2 separate regions of the Mus musculus genome follow, and region 1 is linked to region 2. A link is a contact called in public Hi-C data. All regions are on one chromosome and are shown on one strand. Each heading gives the region's core, a stretch centred on a gene start, on an enhancer-like site or on the middle of the called end of the contact. The rest is flanking DNA. Distances are from core to core; before and after follow the strand shown. Region 1 overlaps Med13l (mediator complex subunit 13-like). Region 2 overlaps Spring1 (SREBF pathway regulator in golgi 1).

What was found. A called contact is a pair of places that touch in the nucleus more often than the background predicts.
Region 1: a contact with region 2 is called in a Hi-C map of bone marrow-derived macrophages, with 20 read pairs. The contact joins two enhancer-like sites. A contact is called at or near these places in 12 of 39 promoter capture datasets (the C10 cell line, the HPC-7 cell line, cranial neural crest and 9 more), 2 of 15 datasets of contacts at CTCF or cohesin (CD8 T cells and large pre-B cells), 4 of 484 Hi-C or Micro-C datasets (B cells, bone marrow-derived macrophages, forebrain and 1 more), 11 of 115 datasets of contacts at active chromatin or transcription factors (the NIH/3T3 cell line, T-cell acute lymphoblastic leukemia, astrocytes and 8 more) and 2 of 9 other capture datasets (adipose tissue and embryonic stem cells).

The regions. Positions count from the first base shown.
Region 1 is chr5:118,610,293-118,617,104 of GRCm38.p6, reverse strand. The region is part of intron 2 of Med13l (mediator complex subunit 13-like); the gene reads right to left. Among named protein-coding and RNA genes, the nearest start is that of Med13l, 53 kb to the right of the region's middle. Within about 2 kb of position 3,189, at least 135 of the 459 cell types and tissues checked have an H3K27ac peak or open chromatin away from gene starts, as enhancers often do. A contact at or near this core is called in bone marrow-derived macrophages and hematopoietic stem and progenitor cells, where this site is marked.
Region 2 is chr5:118,257,316-118,264,751 of GRCm38.p6, reverse strand. It overlaps Spring1 (SREBF pathway regulator in golgi 1), which reads right to left. Exons shown (of 5, transcript NM_001081236.1): 3 at 5,625-5,776; 4 at 5,264-5,377; 5 at 1,638-3,652. The coding sequence ends at 3,569. Among named protein-coding and RNA genes, the nearest start is that of Gm25076, 5.4 kb to the left of the region's middle. Within about 2 kb of position 4,946, at least 38 of the 459 cell types and tissues checked have an H3K27ac peak or open chromatin away from gene starts, as enhancers often do. A contact at or near this core is called in bone marrow-derived macrophages and hematopoietic stem and progenitor cells, where this site is marked.

The DNA.
Region 1 (6,812 bases), core at 1,940-4,439, 350 kb before region 2:
CCACCCTGAAAAACCACACCTTGTTACATGCAACAAAGTCATGTCCTACCAGTACCCTATGCAAAATCCTACTCTCTCAATTCATAATGTATTGATGCTCTCAAAATCAATAATGGGGCCTGGGAAATGACCCAGTGGATGTAATGCTTGCTGCACAAGCATGAAGACCTGAGTCTGGATCCCAACCCATGTAAACTTCCATGTGCCAGTGTAGACCTGGTTCTCAGTGCTAGGGAATGGCAGGGACAAGCAGATCCTGGGGACTCTTGACCAGCCAGTATTCAATGAGAGAGCTCTGTCTCAAAACTAAGGTGGTAAGTGGTAAAAGGGGGTAGCCAGTCAGACTCTGGTCTCCCAGGTAAATGCAACACCCAGCCCAAGCACACATGTACACAAACATGAATGCACACATGTGTGCACACACACACACCTACCTACCTCTCTTTCTTTAAAGTCAGTGGTATAAAATGAAGCATTCAATTGAAACTTGTCAGTTTCAAACTGAGGGCACAAAAATCTAAGCTTAATAAAAAGTATTAGAGCATCAAAAACAAAAAGACAAATTATTTTAAATCACTTAGGGACTACCACAGAGAAAACAAAGGAGATAAAATGCACCCGAACTATTAATAACTTTTATCTTGCCTCAAATCATATTCATTTTCTCAGTTAAGACAACAATTAGAAAAGATAGTTTAAATATGTCAAAATAGTTACATTCAGAATGTTAGGAGGCAATTAAATGGTTACTTTTTCAAAGGTCTATCCTCACTAACATACTTCTACTAACTGAAGCAAGCAGCACTGAGCTGGAGAGATGGCTCCGTGGCTAAGAGCCCTGGCTGTTCTTGCACAGGACCAGGGTTGAATTCCCAGCACCCACATGATGCTAGCCAAAACCACCTGTCACTCCAGCTCCAATGGCTCCAACACCTTTGTCTGGCCTCCACAGACACAGCACACACAAAGTGAACACCAATTCACACAGGCAGACATGCAGACACATAAACAAAAAAAAAACATATTAAAATCTTAGGAAGAAAGACAAGCAGACTATACTCAACTCACAGGTATATGAGGCAGAGGCAGCTTCAACTCCTATGTGTGCAAACTACTCCACCCTGGCCTTAGACAGACTGACAGGGACTTGTCTCAGAAGCAACACCACCTCGGCCTTAGATAGTCAGACAGACAGACAGACAGACAGACAGACAGACAGACAGGCACTTGTCTCAGAAGCAATGCCACCCTGGCCTTAGACAGACAGACAGGCACTTGATTCCCAAAAGGCAGGCAGAAAAAACTGAAAGACTTCTTAACCTATTGTGCAAAACCCTGTGAAGTGTTGTCATACTTCAACTCTTCTGGTAATTGTATCAGCCATGTGTTAAAGATAAATGTAAGCAAGCTTAACGTCTACTTGGTCAATTTTTAAAATAATCAAAAGAAAGCTCGAAACCAAATGTATGCACAAACGTAGAAATAGCAGAAATGAAACCCCCAGTTAGTCTTCGTAAGCATATGTCAAAAGGGCAACAGAACCGGCCACTTTCTCCATGCACAGCTCCTGTCTCTGACCCTGGAGACCTTATCTAGGAACCTGGGATGTAGAAGGGACAAGAGTTCTTCAAAGGTCACAGCTGCCCTAGAGAGGTAAAAAGATCGAGACTCTGCATCTCTAGGGGCCATGACAACAACTTAAGAAACCTCAGTCTTCAGACAAATAAGCAACATATTTCTATTCTTCAGTGCCAAGAGGGTGCTTTTACGTATTGATTTAAAGCAGTGCCTCTTCTCAGCGTGACTGCTAGCTACAGGCTCGGCTTTAAGCATAAACACCACAGGTCTTCACAGTAGTTTGTTGTTTTAAAAGTCACTTAAAATACAGCACCTAATTATTTTCAGTATTTCTACCAAAACGCTCTCAAGAATGCTACCTAAATGCCTTGTTAAATCTAGTCAAGATGAAGAGGTAAAAGCAAGAGAGAAGGGCTGGAGAGATGGCTCAGCAGTTACCAACATTGGCTGCTCCTCCAGAGCACCCAAGGTTCAATTCCCAGCACCTACAACTCTCTACCTGTAACTCTCTTTCCAGAGGATCTGACACCTCATGCACATGTACAGTAGGCAAAAAAAAAAAAAAAAAAAAAAAAAAAGGTAGAAATTTTTCAGAAAAACATAGTTCCTAAAACCCAGTTCCTTACAATCTCCCAACACCAACCCTCTTCCCTGGAGGTGGAAGTCAGGGAAGCCCTGGGAAGACCCAGGGTACCACAACTGAGGCTCCTGAGGGGGAAGAATGAGAGCCAGGAGCTGCCAAGAGCGCACAGCAGAAAGGCAGGAAGTGAGGAGTGCAAAACATCAACAAGCTCTTTAGCCTTTGAACTATCTGAAAAGCTCAAGTGTCTGGAATAGAGGAAGTAGGAGTATTACCGGGGCTTCCTTTCCATCAAGCTCAAAGAAAGACAGTTGACAAACAAGAAATGGAAAAAGTCTCAGAAGTACCTGAAAATACCATGTTTAGTAGTCCTAAAATATAAAACCCCCTGGCTGAAGCTGTCTGCAGAGGTACTTAATACAAAGCCACCTGCCCGGCCGTCCAAATGACCTCTGCAGTGTCTCAGCCTTAGTGCAGAATGGTAACTCAGTGCCCTGTCAGAACCAACTGCACAGAAGGAACGCTTTCCATCCTTGAGCAGTGGCCTGCCCAGGCTCCCTCCCTCCATCACACTGAGCTCAGTGGGCAGAGGCAGAGCAGCCTCTCTCCAAGAGCACCGGGAGCACCACGTGCTGCCCAGCTATCTGTAACTGCCAGCAGCCCCGGGCTCCTTGCCATAAAGACTCCATCTCTTTGTCCATTCTTCAGCCCTTAGCACAGGCCCTATTCCATTTCCACCAGAGGGATGCTCTTCTGGGACAAAAAAAAAAAAAAAAAAAGGAGCTTTAACTGCTTCAAAAACAGCTCTTAGCAGCCGCCGCTGGCTGGAGTTAGAGAGCAACCTTGGGGGTGTTTAATGTAAGGAGTCTAACACTTTAAATTGGCATTTACCACGCAGAAATCCACCCTCTTTTACAGAAAGCCTAAAAACATTATCATGCTCACATGAAAATACTCACAGACACCTCTGAAAGCACGAGTCACACACATAACAAACAGCCTGCTGCCTGACCTGGCACCTGGCAAGGGACCAAAACAGGACCAGTATGGCAGTCACTCTTCTTCCCAGGAACCTAACAAAGTTTTACTCACTGTAGAGGGTGAGCAAGTGTGTGTGTGTGTGTGTGTGTGTGTGTGTGTGTGTGTCTCCTTGGGTCTGCACTGTAGCATCACAGCCTGGCCTCAACCTCACAGGATTTACAGCACACCCCATGTCTGCCTCCCTGGGCCCAGCTTCTCTTTGAAGGTGCTGAGGTCTGCTCTCACAGACCTTCTGTCACCCAGGATAAACTGCTGGGCCCATCACTGCACACCGAGGCTACTCACAGGGGAGAGGGGGAGTGTGAATTAGGAAGTATCAAGAACATCAGATACTGTTGACATTACTTAGGGCTTAACACGTATCTCTGGGTTCCCACCACCTTGCGTGCCCAACAGCTCCTCCACACCAACAGGACTTCGCAGGGCAGGGCTCACGAGGAGCCTTCAGCTGCAGCTCCTAACCCCTGTCCTACACACAGCATGGAAAGCCTGGAGAGTAACGCTGTGCAGGGCTAGCTCAGGAAGGGAGCAGTGAGTCACGGCGTGGCTTTGGATAATACGGGTAGAGGCAAGAAGGAGCCTAGGAAAGCTAAGTCACAGTCAGTGAGAGGGAGGGAAACCACAGGAAGCTGAAGCTTAGTCCTTAACGTCTACATCCACACCCATCCCATGGGGGACACACCTAGAAACACAAAAAGTCATCTAACTCCTGCTTAGGTCTGGGGGTGAGTCTACTACGCCTTGGTCTGGCACTCTCTTCTCTGTGTTCCTTCTCTCTGTGGAAGGATCCACTGGCCACCAGTGAGTCACTGTATCCATCCCCTGCCCCCTCCTGCGTCGGTCGGAGGTGTTTACAGCAGTGGACTGGCTCTTGTTCTACAGCACTAACCAGAGAACCTTGCTACTATGGGCAGGAAAAGCAACTTTAATTTTAATAGAACAAGCCTACCCTCGGCCATTTCTGCTTAAGAAAATGGGCAGAAGGGTTGCTATGCGTGAGAACATCAGGCATCTACCTTCTGCCCACGCCCTCATCTGCAAGAAGCAGCAGACACCCTGTCCTGCTTGAAGTAATGGGGAAGAAGACACAGACAACACACGGTTAAGGGCTGGAGAGATGGCTCACAGACTTGAAGCTGAAAGTACTTGATGCTCTTGCAAAGGACCTGGGTTTAGTTCCCAGCACTCACATAGTAGGTCACTGCCATCTGAGTTGCAGTTTCAGGGAAGCCAAAGCCTTCTGGCCTGCATGGGCACCAGGCATGGACATGCACACAGACATACAAGAGGAGCGCTCGTGGAATGCCACTTGTCCTTTGGCTCCTTTGTCTTTTCTTTTTTTCTCCTTTCGTGTCCTTCTCAGACCAGGAAAATGGCATATTGGCTGACTCTCAGTATTTCTAAAGCACTTTTCTACTTTAAATTAAAAACAATTTAGGGGTTAAATACAGCAGCAGATTCCTTTAAATAATTCCAACACTTGGGAGATGGGGGCAGGAGGATCAAGGCCAGTCTCAGCTACAGAGTAAGTTCCAGACCAGCCTGGACTACATAACACTCTGTCTGAAAATGTGCGGTGGAGGTTGGGGGCTCGGAGGATGGGACACAAAATGCCTTAACCAGTAAAGATGGTTGCCATCAAGCAGGCCTCACACTTGACTTCAGTCCCCAGGACCCACATGGTGGGAGGGGAAAACTGACGCTGCAGGTTGTCCTTTGGCTTCTCAATAAGAGAAGGCACCAGAGTAACAAGCAGTTACCACACAAAAGTGAGTCTGTGTGAATCACACGTTCAAAGAAAGCAACCACCACCACCACCACCACCACCACCACCACCACCACCACCACGAAGCATGAGTTGCTTTAAGCACCACAGAATGGCTAAAATAGGTGAGCCAGAGAGTTACTCTTTATTTTAAGGCTCTGATTCCACATCAGACCAGCTCTGCAGAGACCTGCACTGAGGAGCTATCTCACTGCTGTTTAAAAAACACCAAAGCTAGCCTTAAGCCGCAGGTGAGCCTCCAAGACCTAGAAGTGCAATGGAGAGACAGCTCAAGAGAGCTAGAGTGCACTGAACATGTGAGCCCTACCCCACACCCGCTGCCGTGCAGAAGCCTCCAGACTACAATACAACAAAATCATCATACAAAGTTTAGCAATCACGCGTGTCAAATAAAAAACTGGCAATAGCCAAGGACCCCTAAAATGGATGTCTCTTTGATTTGAAAAAGAATTAATGGTTAAGTGGAAATAATTAAAATAGATGTAGTAACGGAGGAATAATAAAGTGCATCACGTGGAGCAACACTAGGAGAGATTTACCAGTGACCAACTGATCTGTAAACATACGCGCTGTGTGGATGGAAAGGACAGCATTGAGAGCCTGGGTGCCGTCATCAGCACACGCAACAGTGGATGCAGCACCCATGCATGGGTCTGTCTTCTGGGCTGCGGTTAGGGCTTTCTGGCAACTTAAATGGATGAATGGCATAAAAAGTCAGAGATGTTTATCTATACTACTTCTAACGAGCCTTTCTCGGGAAATAAACCATGTGATAAGAAAATGAATTACAAAAGTAATTATGTAAAGGAAAAGGCTGTGCACTATTATCAAACTGCATAAAAAAGTTACGGCATCAAAATAATGTGTCTTACCCTATTTATAAGACATAAATTCTAAACATCCGAAGTTTGAGAAACTGAGCAGATGCTGCTGCCCGCGCCATCTAATCAATTCTGTTGTAGTCCTAGAGGACAATGCAGCCATCTGATGGGTTCAGCATCAACTGCGTGAGCCAACAACGCACACAACAGCATTCTACAGAAATAATCAGTAGTTTAAAGCAGGGCATGTGCAAAATTCCTGAAATAACACATCCATAATTCACTGCCAAACTCAGATCCATTCAGAATCCGCAGAGGCAGGAGCATTGTTACAGCTCTGAAATCCATATTCAGTGAGGCTGTGTTCACAAAGTTTCATTTCAACTTCAAGGAAATAGATTACCAGAAAGGCTAAGTACTGACTCTGAGTATCTAAAATCTAACAAAGGCATCCATTCCCTGGGCCTAGGCCTTGAATACTGCCTGAGGCGCCTCTACCTGGGAAGCACACCCTCTGTCCCCAAGTGTGGCAGCTCTGTGGACAACACAAAAAGGCCATTTTGGAAGGCTGAGCTGGAGAGCACAGGGCCGTCCTGACTGCCACCAGGCGCAGGCTGTTGCCAGCCACTTCAGCTTGCAGACATGAGGCACACACACCTCGTCTCCCTCATGAGAACCCTAGTAGTGGAAAGATGCCCGGGTCCTCTTTAGTAACACAATGCCAATACCTCAGGAGAGCCCAAACTTTACTCTGTCAAAGGGGTTAGAAGTAAATGACAAGTGAGAAACTTCACCAAAATGTGGAGGAAGAATTTAGCTCCAAGAAAATAAAAGTCAAGTGGAAGCTTGCCCACAGAGCTCTGTCCTGGTGAAGGCCAGTGCTGAGCCTTTGGGCAGTGCAGCCAAGAGCTTTGCTAAAGTAAAGCTTTGCCATCTATCTATTTCTCCGTTGGACTCTATAAAGTTCTTAGGTCTCCTCACCTGCAAAGCATGGAGGGACTGAACC
Region 2 (7,436 bases), core at 3,697-6,196:
GTAACACAGGGGCAGTCCCTCCCTGACCCTCAGGGGACATTTGACAGTGTCTGGATATACTTACTTAACAGCTGGAATAGGGAAGATACCCACTTGTCCCTAATAGGTTGGGAGTCCACGATGCTGCTAGCCTCCCTGGCCCACAGCATCTAGGACAGCCACACCTCGGATGCTGGCAGTGTTGCAGTAACTGTGCCCAGCTCTAGGTCACAGCGGTGCCCAAGGCTGAACTGAGAACTCCCAGCACTGAGCGCTGACTTCATTATTTCCCCACCCTGGAGAGATGCCATGCTAAAGTGCTGATTAAATTACGCTGTGATCCCCACAGGACACGCTCAAATAACAGCACATTCCTGCCGCAAGGCACCGTGCAGTTACCCTGCACAGTGTGAGTTTAGTGAGTTCACCATCAGCCCAGCAGTACGCCCAACTTGCCTGCAGTATGAGCTGGAAGTCTGTGACCTAGTGGTGGCAGGCTCAATGAGTAGTTGGTGTCACGGATAGTCCCGGGTTCTAGAACGCAGCCGTGCTTGTTCTAAGAAGATAGGAATGTGTGTGTGTGTGTGTGTGTGTGTGTGTGTGTGTGTGTGCGTGCATGCGCGTGCATCTGTATATACAAGCACCATGCCAATGTGTTTGTCTTGTCCTGTGTGGATGTCACATAGGCCTGCAGATAACAGACCCACAGGCAGTTTCCAAGGAGGAAGCCTGCCTTTGGTTGGTTGGTTGGTTTTCACCTGGAAAGTGACAAGAAGGAGAAAGTTGCTGGTGTTTATTTCTGGGCTATGTGGCTTTAGTTTTAGGTGATTATTTTATCATTAGTGTCAGGTCCAAAAAAAAAACCAAAACCAACCAACCAACCTCAGGACAAGAGGCTAACTAGCTATGGTGCTTGCTAGCCTGCCTATGGGTGTCCAGCTTAAGTCTCCAGCTTCCCCTCCCCCAGCTTCTCATCCCTTTAGAGCCCTGCCATTTTGGCCATGCACAATTGATCCCCCTCACTCAGTCATGCCTTTCTCCCCATCCTCTGGATTCTTCCAGCTGCCTCTCTCTTGCTGTCTCTCTCCCCCTCATATCTACAATACAATCCCCTCAACCATACCTTGGAGCGGTCATGTCCTCACTATATGGTTAGATGGTCCCGAATTCCCTAATTAAAAAGCCAAGGCCCTCTCAGCATTAAGTTCCTAATTACCACAACCAATGTTCTTCCATCCATCCCTCTAGCCCTCCACCCCTCATCCCTGCCTTACAGCTTCCCAGGGGCTGCCAACACTGGCCTCTCAGGAGGTCGGCTCTCACTCGGGACACCTCAGAGCACACTCGCAGGTAAACATGTGACCCCGTTTTCTAAATGAAAAGTCATGCTGTTGAGAAGCAGTGGTCCCAGGCTCCAGCCACATTACTTGAGTCTTGTACACAAAACTAACTACAGCCTCTGATCCTAGGAACCCATCAAGGGAGCTCAAACACAACCTTTCAAGGAAGGTGGGCAGGGGCCCTTCACTGGCCAGTGCCACACTTGTCTGAAATCCTGAGAATTTCTAAAGACACACACACACACACACACACACACACACACACACACACACACACCCCTACTTGATTAAAGCACAAAACCACATTCCACAGCCACAGCCAATTTGAAAGTGACATTCGTGTTACAGACTTGGAGTGGATATAGACGACCACTCTGCCCTCTCCTGTCTGGGATAATGGAAGGCCATCTGCTCTTAGGGGGAGACGGTATGGAGGTGATTCTGCACTAGAGGACATGGGGGTGGGATTCAAGACAAGTTCCTGTGTGGGTCTGTTCATTCTGTCTTGGCTGTGGCTCTGGAGGGCCTGTCTCTTGCAATGTCCTCATCAATTGAGTGAAGCACGAGCAGACTGGATTCTTGATCATGACGGCACAGACTATAAACTCACAAACGCACACAGCATGCGTTTCTGGTGCCAAGCCGGGGAGAGCTGGCAACAGATGTGACTGCTCATACTAAAACTTGGGTCAACACTCTAAATATGACCAATGCCACTGGCAACCAAGGGTGGACTCCTCCCAGGGCAGGAGAGTCAGGAGTTTAAGGCTGGTGTCAAACGCATATAGCACATGTCAGAACGTGCCAGAACATTCCAGGATGTGCCAGAACGTGCAGGATCACCCAGTTCTTCTATCAAGTTTGAGTCAACACACCGTGAAGTCCAGAGCAAACAGAAGAGAATCACTGGCATCTAACACTAAAAATCAACTCCCTGGCCAGGGCCGTGGCTCAGGAACAGCAAGTTTGCCAATCCCACACAAAGTCCTGGGTTCGATCCCAGCATGGCAAGACAGAACAAGGGAGCAACTGACAGTCAGTTTGTCCTTCTGTAGAGCTGAGAGAATACAAATCCGATGTGAACAGCAAGAGGAAGCAGGAGGGAGCAGAGGGAAATTCCATCCTGACGGTACAAAGAGCTGTGTTCCATGTGGCCCCGATAGGAAATCTTGAGACTCGCGGCCCGTCCATCCCAGGTCAACCTGAACCAAAACCACAAAACACCGTGGTCCACTGGAAGGGTGGGTCAAAGGTCTTGGGAGGAAGTGTGTGCTAAAGGCTGGCCTGTAAACAGGACAGGAGAGTACGGGAGGAGGTGTCTTGACCTTAGGCTTCAAACCTCCGTTTCAGTCGCTGGTAACAACTGTCCTGTGAGCACTGGACATGGACCTGCCTTTGGGACGCTCCCTAGACTGTGGCTACCACATTCGTCTCCCACTGATGGTGGATGTGAAACTTGCGACAGATTGGACTAAGAGCTGGGGCTTTTCTTTATAAATGCCACCGGGCGTGGAGAGCAGCCAAGAATGAATGGCCACTGTGCATGCACACAGTCGCAGTCCCCCTAGCCTCTGTGACAGACAAGGGAAGGGCTCCCCTGCCCTGAGGATGAGGGGTTTCAAGGAGACACAGCAAACTCCACTGGGAGAGTCAGCCTGGGATTCAGGCTTCCTGTCTACCATTTCAGTATATGAGCACACTGAGGCAGCTCTATGAAGGCTCAGTGGGGACCAGCACCTCCCTGAGGCTTCAGATACCCCTGAATGTTGGGGTATGGATACAAGGGCCTGCTGGTCAGATGTTAAAACAGAACCACAACTGAGTCTGTACACCCGCACTCCCAGAGACTAACTTTCATCCGGTGAAGGAGCATGCACGCACATCCATGCGACGCTCAGGAAATGAGAGCAACGGTCACCTCCTCCAATGTATTCATCTGGACAGGCAGAGGTGTCCTGCACCAAAAAAATTAAAAAATGACCGTACCTTCCACCACTCTGAAAAGTCAATAAATAACTACAAGGTAGGAGCAAAACAGAAGCAAGTGCCTGGCCTCTGACCAGCAGTCCCAGGGGCCTGCAAGGTGCCAGGACCTCATCCAGCCTGCTCTACAGAACAGCTCCGCCCATCAGCTCCAGCTGTCGGTGAGGGAGCTGGAGACACCCAAAGCCACAAGGACCCTTGTGTGGCTTTCTCCTTCTTTACTCCAGTGGACCAGCCTGGTTCTGGGTGTGTATCTCCGTCAGGCCTCACGCCGGGAAGAGTTCAGGCGGGCTCTCTCCATAGCAGTACTTGGCTATGGGGTCACGGTACGTGTTCTCGTGTTGCACACTCTGTTGGCGAAGGAAGACAGGGGTGTGTTAGAGAGGGTCAGCTGCAGTGACAGCCACAGTCCCTGCCAGACCTCTAGCATGCCTAGAAGGTACTATTCTAGCATGACGTAGGATATTGTTGGCTCTGAGTGCCACCAAATAGATAGGACATCCCTGTGCCATTTCTTCTTCTGCCCACCAGGGAGCTTCTCAACAGGCGCACTGCGGGCTGCAGATTCTGAGACTGCTCCATCCATCCGAAAAGAGCAGATGGGATGGCCAGGGCTAACACAGTGCTTGCTCCCAAGTCTGAGAGCCTCAGCTCCATCTCCAGGACCCACAGAGGAGAACGAGAAGCGAGCTGCTGTTCTCTGACCTCCCGTGCACATGGTGGCGTGTCCCGGCCACAATAGTAAATATGAAGAGAACAGACAAACAAAATCAATCTGAAACAGACAAGGAGATACGGTGGAGCAGCGAGATCGGCCGCTGACCCTGTGGTTGGACAGACCCAGTCCCTGGCGGAGTCCTGACACGTCAAAATGCAGTCAGGCCCTAAGGGCCTGTGCACAAGTCAAGCATCCACCCCAAGAGTGCCCTGGCTGGGCACAGCAAGTGAGGTTGAGCCCAGATGATGTCCCGTCCCCACCCCTCTTGACAGATCCCCCCGCCCCCAGCAATTTCTTCTCATACAAACAATTTGAGGCTTTGGCTGGTCTAGAGCTCATTAATTATCCCCTACCAAAGCCATACATCCATATTAATTCCACCTAAGAGATTCGCAGCCTGGGCTCTGGGCACTCGAACCAAGTGGCCATTGAGAACTATCTCTATTTGCACAAGAGGAAGTGACTTGCGGCTTGGACAGCGGCAGGAACCTCCCTAGTCAGTTCCCTTTGCCAGGGTGGGTCAGGAAGAGCAAGTGACCCGACTTCCTTTCCCGCCCACTCACCTGAGAAGCCCCCTCCTCATGGAGACCAGTGGAATTTCACATTCTCTCCGCTCCCTCTATCCTGTCCCAGAGATGGGAAGGGGGATTAACGAGCACAAAGCCGGAGTGTATCCTAGAAGGGTGTGCTTGTGTAAGAGACGTGTGGTTGTCTGAGAAAGGGCAGAGACAAGCGCTTAGCCAGAAAGACTGGGTAGGCAAGATGGCTTAGCCTGAAAGGTGCTGGCTGCCAATGCTTGGTCCTCGAGATATACATTGGTGTAGACAGAGAACAGACTCTCACAAGTTGTCCTCTGACTTGTGTCTGTGGCTCTGAGCCCAGAATAAACGGAAAAGGGAAGATAAACAGAGATGGGGTTGGTGATGGTGGCAGAGGCCCTCCAGCGCACTCCCTGCTATGAGAACAGACAGTCAATGGCAGGCAGTGTGTGCCCACCCTAGAAGCCTCAGATATATCCATGTGCCTGACTCTCCTATCCCCTTGGATCCTAATTCGAACCACAACTCTGCCCTAGAGCAAGTACTACTGCCTCCTCTCAATGGCTGGTACTGGATCTAACTCTCTCACCCCCTAACACAGCAGAACGTCAATGAAGCCCCTTTCCTCCCTGGCTCTACCCAGATCGGTCAGCTAGGGTTCTCCAGCTCTGTCTCTCTCTTCCATCCCCAGCACCACTTCTGACCTGGGAGGAGGTCCTGCATTTAGCCAAGCACAGTTCGAAGTGGTCTTCAACTGCCATGAAGAGGTTCTGGAAGGCCACAGCTGCCCGGTTGAGGAAGCGCTCCAGGAGAAGTTGCTATGGAAACAAGGCATTTGGTATTAGTAAGTGCTGGCCGAGCTGGCCCACAGGGAGGGCAAGGAGCCAGGTCTCTCTCATTCACCAGATACCTAGTTAGCAATAGCATTGTCCTCTCTGCAGAAGGAACTGTGAGGCAGGGAGACCAGCTCCTCCCTCGGGAGAGGCCACTGCACCATCAGAACACTGCAGGAGATGCCTAGCTACCCCCCTAAAATGCACAGAACACAAGGGATGGGACCCGTACCTTGCTGGGCTGCAGGCAGCAGGAGACGCAGTACTCGTAGGCTTCACAGCAGCCATTGGCCAGGCACCCATCACAGCAGTACTGCTTTGTGCTGGGGACGCTGACGTCGCAACAGCCATTCGCCAGCAGGTCCTTCCTCTCGCAGACATAGCCTGAAACCAGAGGCAGAGCTCAGCGGGAAGCTAGCCACCTGTGTTCCCTCTGAGGATGAAGAACTGCACAGGAAGAAGGCAGGCAGGAGCCAGGGCACCCTGAGCATCAGGACCAGACATGGAAACGTGTCTAGGGCTGGCTTCACCTGGGCAGAGGATGACGGGAAGTTGGACCCCTCAGTCATCGATAGATCTGAGTTGTTACCACGCTCCGCCCCTTTCCAGTCTACTGCTTGAGTGTGAGCTTCTTGCCAGACCATGCCCTGTCTGTGCAGCTGGGATGCTAATGGAAGCACGCAGCCTTTCACCTGGGCTTTAACAAAACAGTCCAAGACAGGAAACGAGGCACCCATTCACAAAAACAAGTGCCTTGCGGATTTAAAAAGCAAACATGTGGCTTTTGATGGCTCGTGGCTGTTGTGGTCATTTGAAGGGGCTGCTAAAACAGGAGGCCACAGTCAACCTTCGTGACTCTGCTTCCGGTGTTTGCATACCAACAGGGGGAGACACAACCACAAGCACCCCCCTAGAATTAGGGGTGTTCTCAAATCCTCAAAAGAGAGAAAAACCTAATTCGCTCCACAACTGTGAAACTGCATCACGTAGATATGTGCACATCGAGCGCCATGTCAGTCAGGCTCCCTCACTGAGACTACTTAACTGCTCAGGGCTTCTAGGCAGACTGTTCCCTGCACTGTGAGGAACAGGACAGAAAAATATGTAAGTCTATGAGGGCCACCACCCAACCTCGAACACGCCCCCAGTGGCCATTTAGGTCCTCAGGTATGTGTGCATGTGAGAGAGCCTCAGGTGTATGGGGAGGTGCGGCGGGGGCGGGGGGGGGGGGGGATCAGGTGTGTATGGACCCTCGGGTGTATGCAGGAGCCCTCTGGTGTGTGTGTATGTACCCTAAGGTGTGTGCAGGGGCCTTCTGTTAAGAATGGGGGGCCCCTCGGGTGTGTGCAGAGGCTCTCAGGTGTATGTGTGTGTGTAGACCCTAAGGTGTGTGCAGAGGCCTTCTGGTGAATATGGGGGGCCCCTCGGGTGTGTGCAGGGGCCCGCAGCTGTGCAGCAGCTGTTCCCAACCAGCCAGTCTGAGCACCCCAGCTCTGTCCTCAAGAGAACAAGGCTGGCGGAGGATGACTTGTTTTTTAGAGCTGCTCTGGAAAACAAGGTCTGTGTGGGAGCTGGCAGAACACTGGCGATCGGGGACACCAGAGGGCCCTCAATACTTGGGAGACCAGGGGAGACGCCAACCTCTCCCAGTGCAGGGAAAGGCTGGCGTCTGTTGTTTCTGCTGCTGCTGCTGCTGCTGCTGCATCTCACGGGTAGTGATGAACATTCTGATGTCCTGGTAAACACTTCCTTCCCAGATGCCCTGACTCACGCTGTTGACAAGGCTTCTAAACAGAATTCCCAGAGAGCCCGTGCGTTCCTCAGGATTCTACCCTGGATGAGAGCAACACAGCAACTCCGTCTGTGTCAAGAATACTGTGCACCCCAATAACACCAGCTGACACTAACACCCCGATATCACCCACTGACACTCACTGTCCTTTCCTTTGGGAAGCTGGAAGCTGACATCTCAGGCCTGGTCCTACCGTTACCAACTCCCAGATCTCGGCTTTGAACTCTGGTACTCACCTCTCCATGACCAGGT